Linked DNA regions of Mus musculus: region 1 is linked to region 2. Evidence: chromatin contacts called from public promoter capture Hi-C data. All regions are on one chromosome and are shown on one strand. Each heading gives the region's core, a stretch centred on a gene start, on an enhancer-like site or on the middle of the called end of the contact. The rest is flanking DNA. Distances are from core to core; before and after follow the strand shown.

Evidence for each region. Capture Hi-C pulls out chosen DNA fragments and counts their contacts.
Region 1: a contact with region 2 is called in a promoter capture Hi-C map of pancreatic islet. The contact joins the promoter of H2-M3 here to the promoter of Ubd in region 2. A contact is called at or near these places in 1 of 39 promoter capture datasets (macrophages), 1 of 15 datasets of contacts at CTCF or cohesin (the NIH/3T3 cell line), 1 of 484 Hi-C or Micro-C datasets (Th1 cells), 1 of 115 datasets of contacts at active chromatin or transcription factors (embryonic stem cells) and 3 of 9 other capture datasets (adipose tissue, liver and pancreatic islet).

The regions. Positions count from the first base shown.
Region 1 is chr17:37,266,941-37,272,812 of GRCm38.p6, forward strand. H2-M3 (histocompatibility 2, M region locus 3) reads left to right here and starts at 3,294. Exons shown (of 8, transcript NM_013819.2): 1 at 3,294-3,394; 2 at 3,582-3,851; 3 at 4,058-4,333; 4 at 5,329-5,604; 5 at 5,708-5,812. The coding sequence starts at 3,322. It also overlaps the pseudogene Gm25104.
Region 2 is chr17:37,189,768-37,195,475 of GRCm38.p6, forward strand. It overlaps Ubd (ubiquitin D), which reads left to right and starts at 4,125. Exons shown (of 2, transcript NM_023137.3): 1 at 4,125-4,205; 2 at 5,479-5,708. The coding sequence starts at 4,185.

The sequences.
Region 1 (5,872 bases), core at 2,044-4,543, 76 kb after region 2:
ATGATAATTAGAACACATGAAAACAACACACCAAAGACAAGTGATCTATGTCCTAGACTGAGTAAATGACTTTAGCAACAGAGGCATAGTGGTTTTGTCATTTTATTGTCCTGTATGATGTATTCAGATTAGTTGGCCTCAGAAGCAGTATGGAAATTTCACTATATTATCAGTGACTCAACACAGACAGCAAGGAGATGGCTGCCATGCACACACGTGGAGGAGAAATGTTCTCAATTAGCAATAATCTTGCCTTGGATAAACCTCATTGGCTACGATACTGCCACTGTGAAAAGCTAGGAGAAATGTTCTAAATGTAACTGTTGATGGTAGGACATTTCAAGAATCACAAATCATATTAACTGACACACATGGCCAAGGATTTGGGACTATGTACAAGAAATGATGTAAGAAGTATATCCTATTACAGTTCACAAATTATTTTTATCTTTTCTGATAATATATTCACCCCTTTCCACTATAAACACTCCTACATAGTCATGTGTTTATTTAACACCAAATATAACCTAATTTGTTACCAACACTGGAACATAACCTGCTACTTTGATGAATATTGATTTTAACAGATAATTCAGATAAGAGATGAATACTCTAATTCTTTGGTCTTTCTCCCTTCTCCTTATCTCCTCTCTCATTCTTACATGAATGCATATGCCCAACTCTATCACCAGATCCACTAAAGTCTCTCTCTCTCTCTCTCTCTCTCTCTCTCTCTCTCTCTCTCACACACACACACACACACACACATCCTGAATATATTTACAACATATCAAATGCTTGATCACACAGCCTATCCTGAGATCTGAAAGTTTCACGGACACCCAGAGTACACATCCCTCTCCCACAAATCTATAAACAAACCAGGAAAATAAAAGATTTCCAGACAGTGACTTATACAGTGAACCTACTCTGTCTATGGTGTAATTTTCACCACCTGCAATTAAAGATGTCCCCCACTTACCCTCACTCACCCATTGCTGTGGTCTAAACTTCCTTTCAACAGAGGGAAAAAAAATAAGACCCTGTAAATCCATGTGAAGGCACATTACACATAAGCCAAGATTTCAAGAGATAGAGGGTCACTAGGCCCTCTGCACATATGTAACAGTTGCTCAGCTTGGTCTTCTTGTGGGACTCCTAACGGCAGGAGCAGGGGCTGTCTCTGACTCTGTTGTCTGCCTTTGAATTCCTTTTCCCTAACTGGGATGCCTTACCTAGCTTCAGTAGGAGAATATGTGCCTAGTCTTCACTGCAAGTTGAAATGCTAAGGAGGGTTGATATCCATTGGAGGATCCTTTTGTGAGGAGAGAGGGAGGGGAGTGGAAAGGGAGAGATTGGGAAGAAAGGAGAAAGGGGAAACTGTGATAGGGATTTAAAGTATAAAAAAAAACTGAATTAATAATTTTTTAAAAAAGAGTTGAAAAGGTTAGTTCACCTGAGCTACATTGAGATTTTCACACTAGCTTGGCCTATAGGACAACTTGTCTAAGGAAGGATGGGAGTGAGGGATGAAAGAAGGGAGGGGTAAAAGAGAAAGTGAGAGATATAGAAATAGGGGGAAATGAGAGAAATTTTATGCCAGTATTACATCAGTCTAAGCTGCAGTACATACTTTAAAATGGATAGATGAATTTACTTATACTTACAATACTTAATCTCAGCAGATCTCACTTTGTGTTCTGACAGAGGGAAGACCAGAATGAACCCTCTCATACTTTCCCAGCAGCATCTTGGGCATTAACATCTTGGGGTTTTCTCTCCAAGGAATCACTCTGTCCAAATTTCATTTCCCATAAGAATCAAGCCACTCATTTTCTTTTTGTTCTAGTCATTTCATTGATGTTGAAAATAATAACATTTTGGTAAAACCTTTGGCCAATTACAAGAGAGGAAAGGGTGGCAATAATATCAAAGGTGGGGCAGCGCCACAGCAGTTCTTGAGAAATCCAACATATAGTGAATGCAGAAAGTCATGAAACTTAGAGTAATATACTGCAAATTAAAATGACGAGCTTTAAGCTGAGTTCTACTGACACCGTGGATCATTTGTGATCAAACATGGAGTCTGAACCAGGCATGGCATTGCACACCTTTGACCCCAACACTCAGGAGGCAGAGGCAGGAGGATCTCTGTGAGTTCAAGGCCACATCAACTACCAATTGAGTCCAGGACAGATAGGACTAAGAAACCCTGTCTCAAAATATAAAACAAGACAAAACAACATGGAAATTGAGCAATAGGGGTGAGAGTTTGGCTAATTTACCTGTAGGGACTGCTGTTTATATACAGCAAGTGGGCCTATTGAAATACAGCATACCATCTAAACAGTTCATTTATGACATTTGTGACTAATATGATTTCTGAGTGAAAATTGAGTAATCATATTGTCTATGGCAAACCATCAAACTGCTAAAATCAACTTTAGATTCATTAGTCTTTATCTCAATATTTTTGTTTAAATATTGTCCTTGTTTTCTATCTGCCAGAGCTATTTCCCAAATTGCCAACTGTGTTAATGAATCTGCATCCAAGTCAGTTTCCTGTGCCTACACTGATTCCAAGAACTCTTGCTTGGATCCCCAGTGGGATGGGAGGACTTTAGAGCTTGCAAACAAGAAAAACTCAGGGGCTTCCACTCCTAATAACTAAAAGGTTTGACCATAAGACCTCTTGGAACATTTCTTACCAGAGCTCCTCATCTCACTGTGTTACTGAACTCCCTAGCTGAAGACAACCTTGAACTCCTTCCAAAATCCTATATGTCCTGGAGACTGGGTTTATAAGTGTGCACCCCAAGTGATAATTATTGGTAGACCTAACTCATAAAACTTATCCATGGAGTTTGCCTGGGTCTTATTTCCAGAACTCATGTGGCAATTGATAGGACCAGTATCACAAGTTCCAGGGTGTCAGATGCCCACTTCTAGCCTCTGCTGTCACCAGGCATTCATGAGGTGCACATACATAAATATAAGCAAAACATCAGTACACATAAAACAAAACGAAAAAAAAACCGTTTTGTTTGTTTTAGAGAACATACTGATCCTAGAATATTAAAAATGTTCTAGGAAACGTGACATTAAGTACTCAGTGTAGGAGAACAGAGATCAAATCCAAGCCCAGTTTCCAGGTTTAACCCAGCATTGGAGATTCCCCCATTTCCTCTGAGGTTTCACTTCTCTGTAACTCTGTAAACTTTGTCGGGTACTTTTGCCCGGATACTGATGACGCTTCTCCAATTCCCATTCTAATTGGTTGGCGTGTACTTAGCGAATCTAATCAGGGCTACCACGGGAAGGATGGGGTCCTCAAGCAACCGCGCTCTCCTGCACATGGTGGTGGTCTCTTTGGCTGTTACCCAAACAGGTTCTGGTGAGTTCAGGGGTCGGGAAGTAAATAACCTCTAAAGAGAGGATCACGGCATCGGGACCAGGTGCTCGGGGATCCCTTTTCTGCCGGGACCTGAGTTCCGCTCCCTGCCCCACCCCCAACCCAATGCTTGTTCACTGGCCCGGGGTTATCAGGGAAGAGTTCTGAAGTTACCCTGCCTCGCCCCCAGGCTCACATTCACTGCGCTATTTCCACACTGCGGTGTCACGGCCGGGCCGTGGGGAGCCCCAGTATATCTCTGTGGGCTATGTTGACGACGTGCAGTTTCAGCGCTGTGATAGCATTGAGGAAATTCCGAGGATGGAACCTCGTGCACCTTGGATGGAGAAGGAAAGACCAGAGTACTGGAAGGAGCTGAAACTCAAGGTCAAGAATATTGCACAAAGTGCCAGAGCAAACCTTCGGACCCTGCTCCGCTACTACAACCAGAGTGAAGGCGGTGAGTGACCCTAAGCCTGGGTCAGACTCCTTCCTGTCTGTCTACTGCCAAACCAGAGTAGCCCTGGGTGCCAGGTTAGATGTTTGGAGTTGGGCTTCAGAGCTCTCAGAAACCTTTAACCGGTTTCACTTTCAGTTTAGGTCCAAATCCTGTTGGCGGGCGGAGCAGGGTGAGGTGGCTAAGGCTGACACCCTGTTTGTGGCTAGGCTCTCACATCCTGCAGTGGATGGTTTCCTGTGAGGTAGGGCCAGACATGCGCCTTCTTGGAGCCCACTATCAGGCTGCGTATGATGGCTCAGATTACATCACCCTGAATGAAGACCTGAGCTCCTGGACTGCAGTGGACATGGTGTCTCAGATCACGAAGAGCCGTTTAGAGTCAGCTGGCACAGCAGAGTACTTCAGGGCCTATGTGGAGGGAGAGTGCCTGGAGCTGCTCCACAGATTCCTGCGGAATGGCAAGGAGATTCTTCAGCGAGCAGGTATGAGGAACAACTAGGAACCACTTTTAGTAAGCAAAGATAACCCCCTCAAACATACAAGTGAGGCTCTTGATGTCTGGGGAGGGAGGAAATACCAGATCCGCTGGAATACTGCACAAGGAGGAGGAAGAGTGGTACTGGCCTTCCTGATCCAACATCAGAGAGTGACTGTCCCCAGGGCTGACCCTACTTTCAGAACATTTGAATCTGTCCCAGAATGGAAGGAGAAAACACCCTGAGATACACAACCAACCACTTCCATTCAGTCTGCAGCTCATTGTGTACCATGGCCTCTTTCAGGTCTGGTTCTCTCAACACCCCTAATGTCTTTGGAAGTCACACTGCACTAATGCTGTGAGTCTCTGCTCAACCTAATCAGGACTAGAGATGGGAAATGTGAAGCTCCCTACTAGATTTTCTCTTAGGGCTTCTATTGCTACAAAGAAACACCATGGCCAAAAGCAAGTTGGGGAAGAAAGGGTTTATTTGGCTTACCCTTTCAGCACTGTTTGTCATTGAAGAAAGTCAGGACAGAAAGTCAAATAACTGATCTACATGACATGGAGGAGTGCTGCTTCCTGTCTTGCACCCCATGGCTTGCTCAGCCTGCTTTCTTATAGAACCCAGACCTCAAGCCCAGCGATGGAACCACCCACAATGAGTTGGGCCCCACAGCATCAATCACTAATTAAGAAAATGACCTCTAGTCTTGCCTACAATTTGATCTTATGCTGTCATTTTGTTAACGGAGATTCCCTCCTCTCATATAACTTTAGTTTGTGTCAAGTTGACATAAAACTATCCAGTGCACTAACCCTGATTTTAGAACATTCCAAGGAATGGATCATGATAGGTCCCTGGATCCAGACTCCCGTATGGTGCTTACATCCCTCCTGTGCCCTAATTCTGTCCATCCAGAGGATGCTCCTATGATCTCCAATGACTCTCCAAAAATAATGCAAAATACTTGAATTTTCCACCTTTCCCCCACCCAGATCCCCCAAAGGCACATGTGGCCCATCACCCGAGACCCAAAGGTGATGTTACCTTGAGGTGCTGGGCTCTGGGCTTCTACCCTGCTGACATCACCCTGACCTGGCAGAAGGATGAAGAGGACCTGACCCAGGACATGGAGCTTGTGGAAACGAGGCCTTCAGGGGATGGAACCTTCCAGAAGTGGGCAGCTGTGGTGGTGCCTTCTGGAGAGGAGCAGAGATACACATGTTATGTGCACCATGAGGGGCTAACCGAGCCCCTTGCCCTGAAATGGGGTAAGGAAGAGAAGGGTAACAGAGTCAAGGAAAGAAGGAGCCTAGATTAAGATCAGAACTGAGAACTGGGCATCATGACTCTCACCCTCCACTCCTTTCCCAGGAAGATCGTCTCAATCATCTGTCGTCATCATGGTCATCGTTGCTAGTCTGGTTCTCCTGGGAGGTGTGATCACTATTGTTGTGGTGTGCAAGAGGAGGGGTGCAGGTAAGCAAAAGGGTTGACTGAGTCCTTTTTCTCACCTCTGGACTCCAGGTCTTAGTTGGA
Region 2 (5,708 bases), core at 2,875-5,374:
GCGGTGACACAGCTCTGTAGTCTCGGCTGACAAAATCATTCCTAACAAAAGTCCTATCTAGGAATTGGAACCTGGTAACGTGCTCTCCTGGTAGCTCTGGTCAAGGGTCCTTGCTACCTGTGACTCCAAATGCTGGCACAGTCATGGACAAGGAAGGACAAAGGATGAAAATAGCGTGTAGCTTTAAGCAACACTTTAACATCTGCTCTCCCTCTGGCAGGAACAAAAATACTCAAAGAGATATTTATCCCTCCTTTTAGCGACCAGACTATTGAAACCCAAATTTGAATTTCCCCAGGAATCTCATTCTGGGAAAAGGGAAAGACTGGATCCTGATGCCCCACCCCCACCCCCGATTGTGGAGAGGAGAGCTTGTCTTCTGGAAAGAGATTGCACACAGTTCTGACAACCTGCCAGGCTACCATGTAGGATGGACTATAACCAGACTACCATGTAGGGTGGACTATAACCTAGGTAATGATAATGGAAAGTACCACATGTTGGCTAAGACTTCTTGTCATGAGTTTGCCTAGCTTGTTATAGGCAGGGACCTGAAGATGAACTTGAGGAACCTCCCTAGAAACTCTCTTTCTTTTTTTTTCTCTCTCTCAAAGATTTATTGTATGTATGTATGCATGTATGTATGTATGCATGTATGTATGTATGTGTCTTCAGACACACCAGAAGAGGACATCAGATCCCATTATAGATGGCTGTGAGTCACCATGTGGTTGCTGAGAATTGGACTCAGTCAATCAATTCTCAGTCAGTGCTCTTAACCTCTGAGCCATTTCTCCAGCCCCCAGTTTCTCTTTCTTGTGATGACCCCTTTGAATACATCTCCTTTCTCTGCTTGTCACCGTTACTTGTTTATTGGCATGTGGAGGACAGGAGTGGCCAAGCCTAGGTTGTTAGGGCTGCACAGCCCAGGCTCTGGCCCAAACAATTCTGAACAAATGTATAAGAAAATAGTGACTGCAGATAGGAATTAGAATGTGAAGGGAGCTTGTTGCAGACCAGGTTTGGCAGCTTATCTGGTCTCTTCTGCCAGGTTCTCCCTGATGCCTCACTGCAAGGTGGTTTTCTATTCACCTTCAATCTGAGATGATGTTTTCTGCTGGAGACTGATGATGCTTCAGAATTCCAAGTTCCTATTGGACAATGGTGGCAACTAAAGGTCAGAAGCTGGAATGTTAATCCTTGAGAACAGGGAGCTGGAGAAAGCTGACAGAACAGCGAAGCCAGTGGCATCCAGAATATTCTACAAGGGACTTTTCCCTTCGTGCTATGAGTTTAAAAAAGTATATTACTCTACCATATACACTAATAATTTTAGTTTAGCTAATGACTGTCTAATAAGAGCTTCAAATGCAATTTTCATTAGGATATTGAAATATTCAAGCAACCTTTTTTTTTTTTTTTTTTTTTTTTTTTTTTCAAATTGCAAGAGGATTTTTATTCAAGAGCGCTCTCGGGCCCATGGTCATACACCACGCAGGGGTAGAGGACCGTGGCGCCCCGAGTAGCTGGGTAAGGGGGTATTTAAAGAAACCGAAACTTAAGGAAGTGGGGAGGGCGTTGTTGGAAGATACCAAAGATACCAGTTAAGAGTCACAAGGAAGTGTAAAGTTACAAGAGTCACAAGGAATACCTGGTAATTGTTAACTCTCAAGACAGCTTCTAAGAGCCTCTAACAATAGCACATTTGCATTGCAGGTTCTGGTAATGGCCAGGGTGACTTTCTTTGAATGAGCACTCTTTGAACCCAGGAAGCGGGTGGGTAGAGGAATGTTGCTCTCTTTTTTGATTAGCATACCTTTACAAAGGCCACATTCCCAAGCCTGGGCCTAAAGGCCTAGAATTCTGTTTTTACGTTGTTATACTTTCATTCCCCCCTTCTACTTGTTAGTAGTTCTAATCTTAGAACTAGACACTATTTTTTTCCTGACATACTTGATCCTTTACTTTAGGGCATGGTACTGTTGTCTTAAAACTAAAAGCCACATTGCACTCATTTCTGTTTTAATAAAGGTGACTTGCCTATTTAACACACATGGACCTATAATTAAAAGCAGAAGCAAAATCAAAAGAGGTCCCATAAAGGTAGAAAGTAGGGTCGTCAAGAGTACAAGATAAGGGCCTTTCCACCGGAGTCTTAAGGTTTTCTGTGTGGAGACGTCTAATGTAGCAGGTCTTCTTCTCTTGAGTAGGCCTTCTGGAGCTGCTTTTTCGCTCCTGTCTCACTCACTGGAGCACCTTGAGCCTAGAGAACAAAGGCTGGGAAAGCAGCATGTCAGCACCATGTACAAAGGCTATTTTTACCAGTGGAGGGGGCCCCCTGTAGAGTAATTTATAGGGGGGTCAGTCTAAACTGTCCAGGGGTGTTTTTATCCCTGAAGAGCATAAAGGGTAGGAGAGCTATCTAATCATAGCGCCAGTCTCCGCTGTCAATTTGGTAAGGATCCCTTAATGGTTTTATTAATTTTTTTACCTGTCCTGAGCTTTGGGGCCTGCATGCACAATGTAACTTTTAACCAATCTCTAATATCTTGGCCAGTCTCTGATTTACCTGGGCAACAAAGGCAGGTCCATTACCTTGGGAAGATTTCTTTTAGAAATTCTACCTCATTATAGCACAGGCCTTGAATCAAGCAACCTTTTTGATTGTCTTATTCAGCACAGGTACTCTGTAAGCCAAATTCTTCAGAATGGAACCCCCTAAAATAAAATGACACAGTTTAAGGTGTTATTAAAGGGGGGAGTGAACATTGGGGTCCCATTCCTAAGAAGTTTCTGCAATTGATACTGCCCAGTGAAGAGAAATATCAGCTTTCTCCAATGGAGTCTCATTAGGTAAATTAATCATACTTTAGGGCAGGCTACATAACCAGAAGTAGCTGGCCCACTACTGACTGATGGTATATTTTGTAGACTTTTTGCTTTGTTTGGAGGTTTTTGTTTTCTTTGTTTTGTCTCATGGTCTTTATGGTCTTTTGCTTATTTGTTTTTACATTTTTGAATGTGTGTGTGTGTGTGTGTGTGTTTGAGAGACAGAGAAAGAACGTAAAGTTGGGCGGGTAGGGAGGTGAGAAGGAAGATTTGGGAGGAATTGGGGGAGGGGAAAACATGATCAAAAAAAGAAAAAAAGGTTTTTCAGTGGATGAGTACATAGCCACTTCAAGTACAGAAAACAAGAGGAATAATTTGGAAAATTTACAGAGTTCTTTGGGGGGGGGGGAGAACCCCTGAAGCTGTTTAATAAACAATTTTGAAAATTAGTTTCATGGAGTGTCCTACCTCAGAAGCCAATGTCAAACTTGGAATATTAGGAGTATCAGGTTTCTTGAGGAGACAGCTCAGTCACAATCTTGGTCTCATTCAACCAACTTTCAACAGTGAGGGAATAGCACCATCACATGTCTCTGGCCTCAGGGAGAGGAGGCATCTGAGAGCCAAGGGGGTGGGGGTGGGAATCCAGGAACTGTGGTGCACATATGGAGAAAGGTAGGAGTCAGAATTTAACTGTTGATTTTGGATTGTTCTCAAGTAGTATGTTTGGTTTGCAGATTCTGAGTCAGGTTGGGAAATGTATTAGAGGTTCAAGAACCAAGAATCCAAAGTAAGTGTGTGTGTGTTTGTATGTGTGTGTGTTTAAAGACTTTATAAGCAAGGTTCTATATGCTGGGGAGACACCAGGAATGGCCTTCTATGTTAACCTATATTAAAAGAGGGGAACATATTTTTACAACATAATGTATGTAGCAAGCGGTACCCTACCCCAGGACACCAAGTCACAGCTGCAGTCCAGGCTCATTTAGGCAGTGAGGGAGGGTAAGCAAGCATCACAAATTATCAAGCTAGCTAGTGGAAGATTAGTAGTAGCTGGGCAGAACTAAGGCAGGATTGGGAGAAGGTAGGGGGATTTTCAGCCTGGGCAAAATTCCTATCTTAGAATGACTATTCTATGCACAGAACTAGGAATACAGATAGATTGGCTAAGGGGAGAAATCTGTGTACAAACAGTGTCCATTATGAACTCTACCCCAGCAAAAGTGAAAGGAATTATTGAGAACAAAGGTTGCTGCTAAACTGGACAACACATTGAACTTGGGGATTTCCAACCCAGCTACTCACATATAAGCAGACACAAGGACTCTTTTCTTATTCAGCCTCTGACTACAGACATGGCTTCTGTCCGCACCTGTGTAAGTTGGGGTTTGGTAAACGAATGGGAAGGAAAAGTATTTCCATGTATTGGGGGTACAGTTCCACAACTTGGGAGGGGACAGTGGTCTAGAAGGTGAGGCAGTTGGGTGAGAAACATTTAGGAGAAAAGGCAGACATTGATAACTGCACAATAGGAAGAGGGTACTCTGAAGAGAGGTTGGTCATTTGACTTATTAAACTTTTAAAATATTTTATTTATTATATGTGTGCATGTATATGGTGGGTCAGAGCCAGAAGATAACCTTCAGGAGTCAGTTCTCTCTCTTCACCACATAGGTTCTAGGGATCAAGCTTAAAGGTGAGGCTTGGCAGCAAGAGATTTTATTGACTGACTGATTGATTGATTGATTTACTTATTTGTTATTTATTTAAACAGCTGAGCCATTTTTGCCATCCCCACTTAGGAGAAATGGTAGGACACTTTGCTTCATGAGGCTGGCAAGATGTGAAATTAGGAAAATAACTTACAGAGTTCTCAGCCTTAAGCGTCTCTCTCTTTTCAAAGGAAAACTTCATAAAACTTGTTTTTCTTGTTATTGGTGACATAACTAACACATTACCTTAAACAGGTTATGCTCCAATGTAAAGAATGTGCAATTAGGGCAATGTCCAATACAAGACAAAACTGAAGAAGAATATGGAATATCTAGGTTGGGAAGGTTCCTTGAATGGAGTATGAGGAAGTTTTCATAAAGTTTACAGGCCTGATTCTTCCCTAACTTAATTCTTCAGTAAATGAAGTTAAACTCAGATATAGTTTTTGTCTTCTGTGAATGGGATCCTGGTCTAATTTAAAAAGGATATTATGTTCTATATCAATGGATATAAAATACAAGAGATACACATTAACACCATTAAGCACAGCATCACCACAACATGGACATTACCAGAAATGGACGGGAACATTAATAAGAACGCAGCAGTGTAGAGACTATGTCTTAACTAGGGTTCTTTCTGAATTAGTCACAGAGGGTGAGTCATGGCTGAGAGCATTCTGTGAGGCTGCCAAATCTTGGAAATCCTCTTTGGGTTTGCTTAGGGATCTGTATACAACGTTTGAAGCCCTATAGTTTCACGAAGCCGATGTTCTGATTTGGGTTATGATGTAGGAATCAAAAGTTGCAAGAGAGGGAGAGATGCAGACTGTTGAGAAGGAGCCAGAGGGCCAACCAGGAGAACAGTGAAGCTGAGGAGTAGGGGGTAGAGGGTGGCAGGCGTTCTTAGATGACGCTCTTGGCTTTCTTTGCCTAGGTTGTCCGTTCAGACCAATGGCGGTTAATGACCTTTGAGACCACTGAGAATGACAAAGTGAAGAAGATAAATGAACATATTAGGTCCCAAACCAAGGTCTCTGTACAGGACCAGATCCTTCTGCTAGACTCCAAAATCCTCAAGCCCCATCGAAAATTGTCATCCTATGGGATTGACAAGGAAACCACTATCCACCTTACCCTGAAGGTGGTGAAGCCCAGTGATGAAGA